2 separate regions of the Mus musculus genome follow, and region 2 is linked to region 1. A link is a contact called in public HiChIP or PLAC-seq data. All regions are on one chromosome and are shown on one strand. Each heading gives the region's core, a stretch centred on a gene start, on an enhancer-like site or on the middle of the called end of the contact. The rest is flanking DNA. Distances are from core to core; before and after follow the strand shown. Region 1 holds the start of Aatf (apoptosis antagonizing transcription factor). Region 2 overlaps Ggnbp2 (gametogenetin binding protein 2).

Region 1 (6,924 bases), core at 818-3,317:
GCTTCAGTCTCTCCTAATTCTGAGATAAAAGAACTATCCTCGCCCTCACCTTCTAAGTCTTCGTCAACATCTTCTGAGATCTCCTCCAGGCCCAGGCCCTCTGAATCCCCATCTTCAGATCCTCCCTCATCAGATGCTTCGTTATCTAAATTATAAGGGGAAAAAAGGGGAAAGGAGTTACCTAGAGAAAAATACCAGGCCACATCTTTCATTCCAGTTAATCTGTGGGAGCTTATATGACAGAACAAACATGTTATTGTGCTCTATTCAACTGCACGAACTCACTACGTTTCTATCATCTCTAAAACGCTAACAGGAAACAAAGCCTAACTGGGCTTTAGCATCCTTTTTTTTTTTAAAGAATTATTTATTTATTTTATGTTTATGTAGCTGTCTCCACACACACCGGAATAGGGCATCGGATCCCATTACAGATGGTTATGAGCCACCATGTGGTTGCTGGGAATCAAACTCAGGACCTCTGGAAGAGCAGTCAGTGCTCTTAACCACGGAGCCATCTCTCCAGCCCTTTAGCATCCTTTTTAAAGTAACATGCTGACCTCTAAGGCCCTTCCAAGTACCAATTCAATGGTCTCTCCTAAATTAAGTGGAGACCCACAGACTTCCAGAAAGAATCCAGAAACAAAACAGTTTAACCATACAGAACTAAGCCAAGAGAAGAGTTTGGGGTGAAAATGTCTACTCACCAGATGAACTTGGCAGAGCCTGCTCCCAATGGTCTTCTTTCCAAGCTTTCCTAGAAGTGGTCTTGCCAGAATACCTTTTGTCGGTGTCCAAGAGGGAGACTGGTGCCAACTTTCTAATGCTACTCACTGCCAGATCATCTTTCTCCTCTTCCCCTTCATCAAACCTGTCAATCACTCTGGCTCTAGTGGCTGTTGGGGAGGGAGAAAAATAGAATCTTAGGTTAGAAAAATACTTTAACAGGAACCCACTTAAGCCATTTCAACCCCACACCCCACCTTCCTGTACTAGGTGAGTACTCTTAGTACTGGGCTCCACCCCAGCCCTTGATTCATTGTGTCCTCTATAACATAACATAACTAACTTACAGGAATAGGGAGTTGACTTCTGGTTTCTAAGGAGACTGCTGTCATATTGCTATCTATTTCTAAACAGAGAGCTAACTCCCTGCAACTACTAGGAGACATGTTTTTATGCCTTGGAACTTATAAATCTAGGAACGTATAAATCTGATTCTTCCTTGCTTTTCCATGGTGTTTTTTATTGTTTTTCTTTTTCAGAGGTTCTGAAAATTAAATCCAGTGCATCAAGTGTTATCGGCTACATGCCCAGGGTCCTTAATTCTTCCTCAATATGTGACAGTCATTGGGTGCTATAGACACTCATGACACCCCTCCAGTTGTCTTTCTCACACCTCCCTGACCCAAGTCTAAAGCACAATTACTCCCAGCCGGTCTCAGAACAGGTTTATGAAGAATCAGTCTGTCATCAGAATGTGGACAAATGGCTTAAGGCCTAAATAAACATGGCTAAACAGCATCGGGTAATCATTTTCATTCTCATGAAGATTTTAGAAGCAGTCAGTTTCAAACACACAAAAACCTGAAACTCATCAGGCTTCTTTCTCCTTTCGAAGGTAATACCAAGAAAAGTGGCATCCTAAACTGCTGCCAGCCGGCTGCCTGCAACTCCCCGCCAGGGTCCTGATGTCCCGCCCACCCCCAGAGTCTAGAATGCTGGATTACTGCTCACGCCACCCTCCCAAGAGACAATTTTCCCCCAGCGAAAAGGGAAGGCGAGCAGGTCCAAGCACCAGCGGCCCTTGAAGTCGGAGCCACTGCTCTGCACGTGGTTAGCCCCAGTCAGGCCTCACCCTCCTCCGGGTCGGCCTCAGGATCCGCCTCACGCGGTCTCGGATTCAGCAACTGTTCCAGCTGCAGAGCCAAGGGCTGCGGCGCCGCCATGGTCACCAGGTCACTGCCGGCGCTGCGCTCGTGAACCTGCACTGCAGCCCGAGCCCCCCGGCCCGACACTCGCAGCAGTGGCGCTACGGCCCAGACTCTACTTGGCAACTCAAGGCGGAGACCTCGCGGAGGCGGCGTTTAGAATCCCAGTAGGCAACTTCCGGGAGGCGCGCGCGCGCCGGAGGGGCGGGGCGTCGCGTCACCACTGGGCTGCTAAGCTGAGACGCAGGCGCCCGAAACCGTGGCAGGGTTGCGAGCCGCCCGAACGCGCGTGCGCCGGAGGCCCCTCGGACGCGCGGCGCGGGAGCGCGCCGGAGCACGTGACCGCTTGGAGCGAGAAAGGTTGATTGTGCTCTGAGCTGCCAGGGTCCCCTAAGCACGAAATAACGCCTCGAGCTTTGTGCGAGCTTGGTTTAGGAATTAAGCGTAAAGTAGCTGTGGCTGCTGGTGGCTGGCTGGTTTGTGAAAGGGAGTGAAGGATAAGCCTCTCAAACCTCAGGTACACACTCGAGCAAGCACAGACCCGGGACTCAAAACGGGGCTTTTCTCAGGGTAGAGGAGCCTGCGGCCAGGCACACAGCTTCGGGCCAGGATCTGAGAGGCCTGCGTGTGTTAAGTGTGCGGCGAGGTGCGATCTTTATTGATAGAAATAATTAGGAATCGCGATGGTTGTACCACAAATCAAGATTGTTTCTGTAGCTTCTTGTACCCTCTTGCCTGGGCAATCACAGGGAGGGGCAGGGGGGTAGAATTACTCTACTACAGAAGCGTTGATATTAACAGCTTTTCTGTTCAAAGATGGAGTGACTCAGTCAGACCCCCGAAACTAGTGAAGATGGGAGAAGAGAAACCCTTCACTCAGTTCTGGTATTAGATGGCCAGACTCAAAATACACAAAGACCTTAATGTGATAAATGTAATTGCACCCAGGCCCATGAAGCTATGCCATCACTTTGCATTCGTTTTTCTTTTCATGGAGCATCCCTTGACGCCCACTACTGTGGCAAGCACTGCTAGATGAAATATAGGATGTGTAAGTTAGACTCTCTCTCCACACAGTGACCAGTCTAGAAGGGCAGGAAACATGAACTGCACCGAGGAATGACAAATTTGAGTGTAAAGTGGTCTGTCTATACTGATCTGTTGGAGGTCTTCCTCCATGGAGACCTAGAATCTACTATAACAGGAAAGCTGCCTCAGAAGAATCCAGAAAAAAAAAAAAAAGAAAAAACGACTTGAATAATAGACACTGTGTCCATGCCTGTTTGTATGTTAAGACAGTCTCTTGCCTCCTACACATCATGTAATTGAAGATGACCCTGAATTTCTTGACCCTCCTGTCTCCACTGGGATTAGAGACATGTGCCTGCCACTACACCCTGTTTATTTAGAGCTAGGGGCTGAACCCAGAGTGTTCTGTACACTAAGCAGGAGCTCTTCCAGTTCTAAGTCCCCAGGCCAGTGCCATTTTTTAAGTATACTCCAGGCCAGCTGGATCCCAAAGCCAGCAACGTAGGCAACTGGTAGCTCCCCAGTAGAATCCACTGGAAGACAATTCAGACACCCTCAGATTCAGGTAGATTTCCGAATTTAAGAAATTTAAGAGATTTCTACTTTCTTGTGGCATGTCTCATGTTCCTGTCCTAACTGGTCCTTGAGTGAAGATGACCAAGCCTAGACAATAGAAAAAAAAAAAGCAACTGTTTTAGGGTAAAGCCTTTCAGACGTGGAGAGCCAAAGAATGTCAGACTAGGCGAAGACTCAGGCGAAGAAAATTGCTGTATGGCTGAGAGTAGTTTAGAGAGCTTGTTCTTTAAGGTCCTCTCCGCTGCGCTTGCAGTCGAGTCTGTGTTAGAGCCTCCATAGCAAAACATGTTCTCTATGAGGTGCAGTAGCCTTGGGCACAGAGAACAAAAATGTTCTCCTACCCCACACTTAGTAAATTCTATTCTCCTAGATCCTCCTCCCTCATTATTTCAGGTGCTTAGAAACCTGCCCTTTAAGGTGAGGAGAACAGGGTGGAAAGAGAAAAGGAAGCAGGGCAGAGCCCACCTTGAAGCTGTTGTGCATACAGGACACTGTTGGCCTGTGTGAGGCAGATCTGAGCAAACAGTGTAAGGTACAGGTGCCCCGAGCCTGCTTACCAATGCTCCCTCTCCTGTCTGCTCCTGACTTGGGAACCCATTTTTTTTTTTTAGGAAGTAGTCACATATACCCCAACCACCACCCTCCCAATTGCTTTCCTACCCCAGGAATCTTCTTCCTGGAAGGGAGGACAGAGGAAGAATGGTAGAGCTTAAGATGCAATTAAGGGAAGTGAAGACATGAGCGAGGGAGAGACCACTCAAAGCTCAGGAGCTCCTTCTTTCTTGAATGGCAGGTAAAGGACTCCAGCGGGGAGTGCTACTGGACTTGGAGGGCCAGTAAAGGGCAGTGGAGCTTCCGGAAGAAGTTTCAACCTCTTAAGTGTAGGATGGTGAACAGATGGGCTGTGCAGAAAGGGGCTTAAAAGTGAGCAATCTGCCCTGCGGAGAAAAGACAGGGGTTTGGGGTTCACCTCCCTCTTATCTGCTCCCTGAACTGCGAAGTGGCAGGAATAGCCATGGGTGGGCAGAGGTGACTAAATTGGACACCTCCCTCCGATGGCCAGAAACAGCTAGTTTAGAGAAACCAGGTTCTGACCTGTCTGTCTTCCTAAACAGCATCAACCTCAGGCCCATCCCCGTTGTTGACAGGACCTGTCCTGGGTCTGCACTAATTTGCCTGCCTTCTTGCAATGGCCATACATCAAAACAAGCTGCTAAGGGGATAAGTTGAGTCTGTGAGCTTTGAGATTCTCAGCTTAGATGGCAGCTCTCTGAGGCTGGAATCCTGACTGCAAGTGCTTTAGAGGCACAGAGGTAGAGGTTTTAAGATAGCTTGGGGACAGAAAAGTGCTTGCCAAATTCTGCTATGGGGAGACTGCCCTCCCAGATAGCAGGGGTCGACAGAGGACCAAAAGACACTTCCTGTCATTCTCTCTCTCTCTCTCTCCCAGGGGCTCCGCGTGGGAAAGGTTCGTGTGGGAAAGGTTTGCTGGGCCAGAGGTGCGAAGCAGAGGTGAATGCGACCCAACCCCTGCTATCTGTTTACCTGTCCCGGTATTCGCTGGGTTTCACAATGACCCGCAGAGGGAAAAGACCGAGCCACCACCTCGGAGTTAGAATTGAATCTACACCGCCTGCCCAATTCTTAAAGCGGTTCTTATCAAATACTCCAATAGCACAATAAAGCTGCTAAATAATTCAGCACCCTTGATAGGAAAATGCCACTTCCCGAGATGAGCATAGGTTCAGCTAAATGAATGCCTTTAAGTGGGAGGGTTCCAGGGTTGGTGGCTGTAATGAGTGTGGGTTCTGATTTAATGTATATAAATGCTAAAAGAAAAAAACCACAGAGACCATTATTGCATATTAAGAAAATGCGCTGTTTGCCACGGTTAGGCTAGGAGTTTCCAAAGTCTCCCTTATATTTCATAAATTTTTGTTTCTGAAAGAACACTGCCAGATCCCTCCCTGGTTGTCGTTAGTTAGATAAGCCATCATAGGAGGGCAATGAAATATAGCTTACTCTAAAGCCATCTCTACGGGAAAGATAAACTTGGCTGTGTCTTAACAAAAATGCAAACAGCGCTAGAAATTGCACACAATTTAATGCAAAATGCTTGATTTTTTTAAAAAATAAAATAAAATAAGGAATAATCCAGGCTGAAATCTAGCCGCTATGATAAAGAACCCTTGGGACCCTGATATTAAAACTCTAACACTCACACATTATTTTCACAGAAGAAAACACTCACATGTCTTCCATTTCTAATGACAGTTTGGGTGGGAGCTAACTATTCTCAGGCCCTCTCTATTGCAACTTGATTTCTCTATTGGTCATTTTTGTTCCTCTTCTGCAGAAACTTAATATGTATCTTATGCCAGGCAAAATCGTTTCCCTTCTGGGGAACTTCAAACGTAGCAAATACTATAAAAATAACAATTTCATATCAGTTCTGTGAAAAGGATTAAAGGATCTCATTTCTAGTTATATTTTATATTCATTTTCGGGTTATCTTTCAACCCACCAAATTAGAAAGCAGGATTATCTATGGAAAATGAATTGAAGCTGTAAAAGACTAGTCTAACTGTATTTACAAGTATCTGACATCCACAAGCTTGGCTTTGCCAGTATAGGGAGGAGCTGGGGTGTGTTGTGTTTGGGCTCTCTCCCCTAATCACAGACCCGCACCACTCAGTTGCAGGGTGTTTTTGGTTTTTTTTTTTTTAAGCCATGGATTTGATTCCTATTTCCAATTCTATATTAACTTATCAGCAAACATCTCTTCAACTGTATCAGTTAAGCCCAGAGAATGCAAATCTGTATTTAATAACAGCAGGAAGCCAAAGAATGCTTGGCTGGCTTTGGGAAAGAACTTCACCCAGAGTCAAGGTGAAAATGGATCACTCCCATCTAGCCTGCCTTCCTACCGGCCTCTGAGGGTCCATTCAATACCCTATTGAGATTTCCTTCCACTTACTGAAAACATGGAATACCACACCAATTATCTAAACATCAGGTTTTCTATTTTTATTAAAAACTCACAAATTTATTCAACATGTTTTCTTTCATACAGTGAATGGTCTAATATGCACTGGAGGTCACACAAGCTTAGGTTTATTAGAACAATAAAAGACATATGAGAAATTTAATATATAAAGAAAAAAGTAGCAGCTGTTGACTGCATATTTGACCATAAAATTTAAATATTTTGGACTTTTATTTTAAAGACACAAAAATAAAACCTGTGTGGGTCTATATAAGTCATATTAACAATTTCATGAATGTTTAACAGGACTAAAAGTTAGCAAAGATGTTTTTTTTTTTTTAAACCTTGTAACACTTTTTTTTAAAACACTTTCTCAGGTTGCTGGTGCCAGGCACCATTACA
Region 2 (6,577 bases), core at 3,840-6,339, 340 kb after region 1:
AACAGGTCAGCAATTGCCGGCCAGACCGCTGAGACTTGAGAGTTGCTAGCACAAGTGCGGGAAGGTGCTGGTTCTCTTTTTAAAAATAATTCCTGCAACAATTATGTACATTTTGCAGGCCCACATTCACCATGGCAATACTGATGATAGCCAAGATATGGAAATAATCTAGATGTTCATTGATGGATGAATAAAGGAAATGTACTTGATACACACACACACACACACACACACACACACACACACACACTTTTAAAAAGGAAGACAGCTGGGTATATGGTGGTATGTGATTACAGCTGTCACTGCTTGAGAGACTGAAATAAGAGGAACACTTGAGCCTTGGAATTTCATGTCAACCTGTGTGAAAGTTAATAGCAAAACTTTTAAGAGTCATGGCTCTCCTTCCACTATAAAGGGTGGATGGTCAGACTTGGTGACTAATACCTTTACTCAAGAGAAACAGGAGAAAAAGATAGGAAAGGAGGAAGGGAGATGTTATATAATAAGGCCATTTAGAAAGCAAGTGAGGGCTGGAGAGATGGCTCAGTGATTAAGAGCACTGACTGCTCTTCCAGAGATCCTGAGTTCAATTCCCAGCAATCACATGGTTGCTCACAGCCATTTGTAATGGGATTTGATGCCATCTTCTAGTGTGTCTGAAGACAGCTACAATGTACTCATATATACATAAAATAAATAAGTGAATATGTAGAAAGCAAGTGAAACCGATTACAGTTTAAAAACTAAGAGGAAAACTCAAAAGCCCAGAGATAATGCTCTGCAAACATTCTGACATGACTATACTGTCAAATATAGGCCTAAGAAAACAGTACTGTGTTGTCCATCCTCACAACTTAATCTAATCTCATAGTAAACCCTGCACTAATATTGTAATCATTTTTAGCTGGGTAAAGTGGTATACCTTTTTAATGTCAGTACTTTGGAGGCAGAGGCAGGTAGATCTCTGAGTTTAAGGCCAGTCTGATCTACAGAATAAGTTCCTGGACAACTCAGGGCCACACAGAGAAACCCTGTTTCAAAAAAACCTAACCAAACCAAACCAACAACAACCAACTATATTTTGTCTTAAAAACTGAGGCATGGCTCAGAAGTTCACACTTTTTGCTCTTACAGGATACAGATTCGTTTTTCACCACCCACATCCAGGGAACCCAACACCCTCCTCTGGCTTCTGTAAGCACATGCACACACATGGTGCACAAACATACATTCAAATCTACATACATACATACATATAAAATAAAGTAATATAATGTGAGATGGCTCAGTGGAAAAGGTGCTTGACTGGCAGGTCTAGTAACCTGAGTTCAAACCCAGAATTCATGTAAAGGTGAAAGGAAAGAAGTGAGTCCGTTGTTCTCTTACCACCACACTGGAGCTGTGGCATATGCATCCATGCACAAATATTAGTATATACAAACAAAACAGAAAAAGAAATGTCATAAAGTTTTAATGGGTAAAACAAATTCTATGCAATCTCAATCTCTTTTCTACATATAAATGACTATTCAAATTTTCTTCTCATTCTTAGGATATTTATAAAATATTCTATATTACCTTATTTAAAATAAAGCCAAAATATAGGAAAATTTAAAACATTAGTTTATTATATAACCCCTAGAAGGATAAACATTTTATATCATCTAGTCTCTTCTCTCAAATCCAAATCATCAGTATTTGTCATCATATTGTCTACTTTTTGAAAATCAAAAAGACAAAAATGAGGAAGTTTATAAGTAAAAAAAAAAAAAACTGAGTATGCAGTTCATTAGTTCACAACCATTTTAAAAACATGGATTTCGTTAACACATATGTTTATAATTCTTTTTGTTTATTTTTTGTTTTACAAGACAGGGTTTCTCTGTGTAGCCTTACTTCTCCTGGAACTGGCTGGCCTCAAACTCAAGAGATCTGCCTGCCCCTGTCTCCCAAGAGCTGAAATTAAAAGCATAGCCACTAGGCTATAACTCTTGTTTTTTAAAGTGAACCCAAAGCCAAATGTAACAAATCTGTAATAACAGACCCATCCCAACAAGAACACCAATAAAAAAAGTTAGATGGTTCCTTGGTCAGTTTCTCTCCTTCCTAAGGGATTCCAAATGCTGAGCGCACTTAAAAGAATTCCTTTGTAATAGTATTCTACAAAGAAAAATACAAGGTTACAAGAAACAAATATATTCTAACTCTATTTAAACATTCTGATAAAGCCGGGTGAGGTGGCACACCCCTTTAATCCCAGCACTCGGGAGGTGGAGGCAGAGGCAGGTGGATTTCTGAGTTCCAGGACAGACTGGTCTACAGAGTGAGTTCCAGGACAGCCAGGGCTATACAGAGAAACCCTGTGTCTTGAAAAACCAAGATTCTGACAAATAATTGCAGAATATTTCAAATTAGGAAATAAAAAGCTTTGTGAGGGGGGAGGGTGTTGAAGCATGGTCTCTTGTATCCTAGGCTGCCTTGAACTCATCATCTTGCCTCTACCTACTGGGATTACAATCTAGTTTAATCATGCCTAATTTATGCTGGGGCTGAGGATCAAACCCAGTCTCATGCATGTTAGGCAAATACTTTACCAAATGAGCCATAACTCCAGGCCAAAAGCCTGCTAATTTAATTTTGAAACTTTAGCAAGCATGATTCTATTACAAAAAAAAAAAAACAAAAAAACAAACAAAAACCAGGAATACTATACTTTTCTAAAGTGATTTTATATATATATATATATTGTTTGTTTGTTTTTTGGGTTTGTTTTTATTTTATTTTATTTTTTTGGTTTTTCAAGACAGGGTTTCTCTGTATAGCCCTGGCTGTCCTGGAACTCACTCTAGACCAGGCTGGCCCTGAACTCAGAAATCCACCTGCCTCTGCCTCCTGAGTTCTGGGATTAAAGGCGTATGCCACCACACCTGGCTTGATTAATTATATTTCAATAGATTCAGTTAACCTTTGTCTCATGAAAGAACAAACTTGGAATAGTAAATTAAAAAAAAAAAAAGGCAAAACCAAGAGCAATTGTTTCCATGGTTGAGAGTAAGTACAAACTACTCCTGCAAAAGATAGGAGTTTGATTCCCAGCATCCATGTCAGGCAGCTCACAACCACCTGTAACTCCAGCTCTAGGGGTCCCAACATCTCTGGTTACAAGCTACATAAGCTGGGTTACAAGACACACACACACACACACACACACACACACACACACACACTACACAAAATTTAAAAATAAAATCACTGGCTGTGGTGGTACATGCCTTTAATCCCAGCACTCTAAGAGACAGAGGCAGGCATGATCTACATAAAAAAAATTCCATGACAGCCAGGGCTCATAGATCCTGTCTCAAAAAGAAAGGAAAGAAAGGAAAGAAAGGGAAGAGAGGAGAGGAGAGGAGAGGAGAGGAGAGGAGAGGAGAGGAGAGGAGAGGAGAGGAGAGGAGAGGAGAAAGAAAACCAAGCAAATAATTATAATAAACTTTAAAAGGAAGAAAGAAACAAGAAGACTAACACTCAGAGCACCTCATTAAAAACTGCCTATCATGACCCCTCGGTGCAGATATTAACAGGACAACTGGAATACTTTTACACTAAAGAAGCCAGTGACAGGCCACTCTGCATCTAAGATCCCTTGCCTACTATATCATAATGACCTTTGCACTTACCTGTGCTTTCGAAGATATGTTTCTAGTGTTTCTAAAAGACAACTAGAGTCAATTAAAACTACTTCATCCCTGCATTCCTGGGACATGAGTTCCCAAACATCCATCCAACATCCTCTGTAAAAAGAATAAATATTAGTGAAAAGGAGGCATACATGAGGCGAAAGGTTTAAAAAGGCAGAATAAAGGATTGCTTGGTTTTACCTGGCTGTTCCCTGGAAAGGTCCATAATGGAAAATGATCCTACACTTGCTGTCCTTCCTGTGGTCTTCACTACTTCTCTTATCTGTACTTAACTTCTCTGAACTGACACTGCTACTGCTCCCTTCACTGCAGTACAGTATGGTACAAAGCTTAGTGACACTGAGATAACCTGAAGAAATAATCTCTAAGGTCTATATTAAAATTATGAATTCTTTAACATATTAAGATATTAGTATATAAATCTGCAATTTTGAATAGTGAATTATATATTTAACCATAATACATTATTACTTAATGTGTTTCACACATTTACATCAAACACTTGACTATCAAGTTTACTTGATACAATTTAACATTATTTACCGTTATAAATATAGAAACTTGTTTATATATTAAGCATTTTACAAGCAAATATACTTCAAATGTTCTAAAGCCAAAAGGCATTTAAAAAGTTAGTATTTTCACCTATTAAACAGGGATCAATCTTTAACCAATTGAAAATTCTTTATTTAATGTGATCATGATTAAGTCACTCTTATTTACAGCTAGCTCTCGCAACAAACTTATCTAGTTTTAATTTCCAAGTAGCCATGAAAGTCACATATTAATATAATAAAGTACATAAGTTTATACATAATAAAATAGCACACTAAGATGCATACTCTAAGTAGTCTAAGTAAGTAGCAAGCACTACACACATCATTTCTTTAAACTAACTGAGAACTTCCCAGACCCTCCTCCCAGACGAGTTCCAGTGTGACATTGGTCCTGCATTTTGCTGTGTGGCAGATGTGCTTTCCTACAGAAATGTCTGTCTGTCTATATCCCATTCAAGGATAGGCTTCTAGACTTTTCACTAATTCTGAACTGGCTCCTACCCGATCATCTGCAGGTCGAATTACAATCCTAGAAACTCCATGTCATGCCTGCTTAAGGTAGTAAAACCCAAGTCTTTTCATAGCTAAGTATTCCTCAAATCTCACCTTAACATGTCATTACACAATTCAGCACTTTAATCCCACTAAGGGGAAAAGGTCAAAATGAGGTTGAGTTCTACCTACTGACAATGAAATGTCAACTGCTGCTCTATCTTACATGTTAAATCCTCTGTCTCGTCTCATATTCCTCTTTTGATAGTTAGGTTAAATAACCTAGCACTCAAATCAGAATCTAGGCCTTATGACTTGGATGACTCCTTTAAGACATGTTTTCTGAAGAATTTCAAAGTCACTTCCTCCTTCTACTTTTTTTTTTTTTTTTAAGAGACAGGGTTTCTCTGAGTAGCCTTGGTTGTCCTGGAACTCACTCTGTAGACCAGGCTGGCTCGAACTCAGAAATCCGCCTGCCTTTGCCTCCCAAGTGCTGGGATTAAAGGCGTGCGCCACCACACCGGCTCCTCCTTCTACTCTTATACTTTCCACTTAAGGCTCAACACACTATAACCTTGTATTCATTTTCTATCCACTCAACAGCCAGCTCTCATCATCAATACTGCTGTTAAAACCAGTGTCTGATCAGTGTCCTCAGTGACTGAGGAACACTGAGTACTCGGGCCAGACCAGTCTCAAACAGCAAACACCATTTCTCATCTCCTACCCAGCTATCCATACTCTTCATTAACTGAAACCTCCCACCATTCTCTGCTCTTCCTCTACTTTCTTCCTACACGGCTTTACATTCTGTTTTCTCAAAGTATCCTTAATCACTAACTTCTGGCCTACAAGTCTGGCCTGGATCTTTCTTTCAGATACCAAACTTCCAGACTAAACAAAAACAAAAACAAAAAAACCCTGAGATTTACTTGCACAGCTAAAAGAACACTGTCAGTAAAGGTGATCCAACCACTGTTCTTTATAAAGCTGGAACCCAGTGAGTATACTTTCCTTGGAAAAACGTTTGATTAAAAACCTGAGGCTAGGGAACCAGGAAGAAACATAAAATGAAGACTTAATAGCAAACAATTATAGAAGCTTTTCAAAGTACTCCACCTGTTCAGGTATCCTGACTAGACAAGACTATAATCACTGACTACCATCTACACACACTAGGGAATAGCTAAAGCTACCTTAAGTCACACTACCTAAGATCAATTAACTCCATTTATATTAACTTTACATTCAATAAAAAAAATCTTCAAAAAACAATTAACTTTCCATGTAGAGAAGCTGTACTCTAAAGAGAACATGAAATTTATGGAGACTTATTTTTGCTACAAGATATGAAGATACAGCCTCAGAGACAACTAACAAAAAAGCAAGTCACTGCAGAACCAGAGTAGCAGTTGGAGCAAAACAGGAAGAACTGGTCTTCACAGGAAACCAGCAGTGAGAACAGGTATGTAAGGTGCTGGACTATCTACTGCTTTTTATTAGTCTTCAATAAAGAACCACAAAAGAAGAGAACAAAACCAGAAAGTAGACCTTTTTACCATGTCATATTGCTCAGCTCATTTTCTAATGGGAAAATTATGACTGAAATAAACATTTCAAGAGGAATCCTCTAACAATAGAGAAAGACAAATACTAAAAAAGATACAGTAGTCAGTCCATGCCTGCTATCTCAATACTAGAGAGGTATAGACAGGATCAGGAGCTCAAGGTAATCTTCCACTAAACAAACTATACAAAAAATTCAAGGCCAGCCAGGGCTACATGAGACCCTGTCTCCACAACCAAACCACAGTAACAAGTATATGAAGT

What was found. HiChIP or PLAC-seq counts read pairs in DNA pulled down with a chosen protein or histone mark.
Region 2: a contact with region 1 is called in an H3K4me3 HiChIP or PLAC-seq map of bone marrow-derived macrophages, with 2.6 times the contacts expected there. The contact joins the enhancer-like site here to the promoter of Aatf in region 1. A contact is called at or near these places in 2 of 39 promoter capture datasets (the C10 cell line and embryonic stem cells), 2 of 484 Hi-C or Micro-C datasets (both in regulatory T cells), 5 of 115 datasets of contacts at active chromatin or transcription factors (bone marrow-derived macrophages, embryonic stem cells, memory CD8 T cells and 1 more) and 3 of 9 other capture datasets (adipose tissue, liver and pancreatic islet).

The regions. Positions count from the first base shown.
Region 1 is chr11:84,511,434-84,518,357 of GRCm38.p6, forward strand. Aatf (apoptosis antagonizing transcription factor) reads right to left here and starts at 2,068. Exons shown (of 13, transcript NM_019816.1): 1 at 1,859-2,068; 2 at 708-896; 3 at 50-145. The coding sequence starts at 1,949. It overlaps Lhx1 (LIM homeobox protein 1), which reads right to left. Exons shown (of 5, transcript NM_008498.3): 5 at 6,542-6,924.
Region 2 is chr11:84,850,377-84,856,953 of GRCm38.p6, forward strand. Ggnbp2 (gametogenetin binding protein 2) reads right to left here. Exons shown (of 14, transcript NM_001364114.1): 6 at 3,678-3,791. Among named protein-coding and RNA genes, the nearest start is that of Ggnbp2os, 16 kb to the right of the region's middle. Within about 2 kb of position 5,090, at least 13 of the 459 cell types and tissues checked have an H3K27ac peak or open chromatin away from gene starts, as enhancers often do. A contact at or near this core is called in bone marrow-derived macrophages, where this site is marked.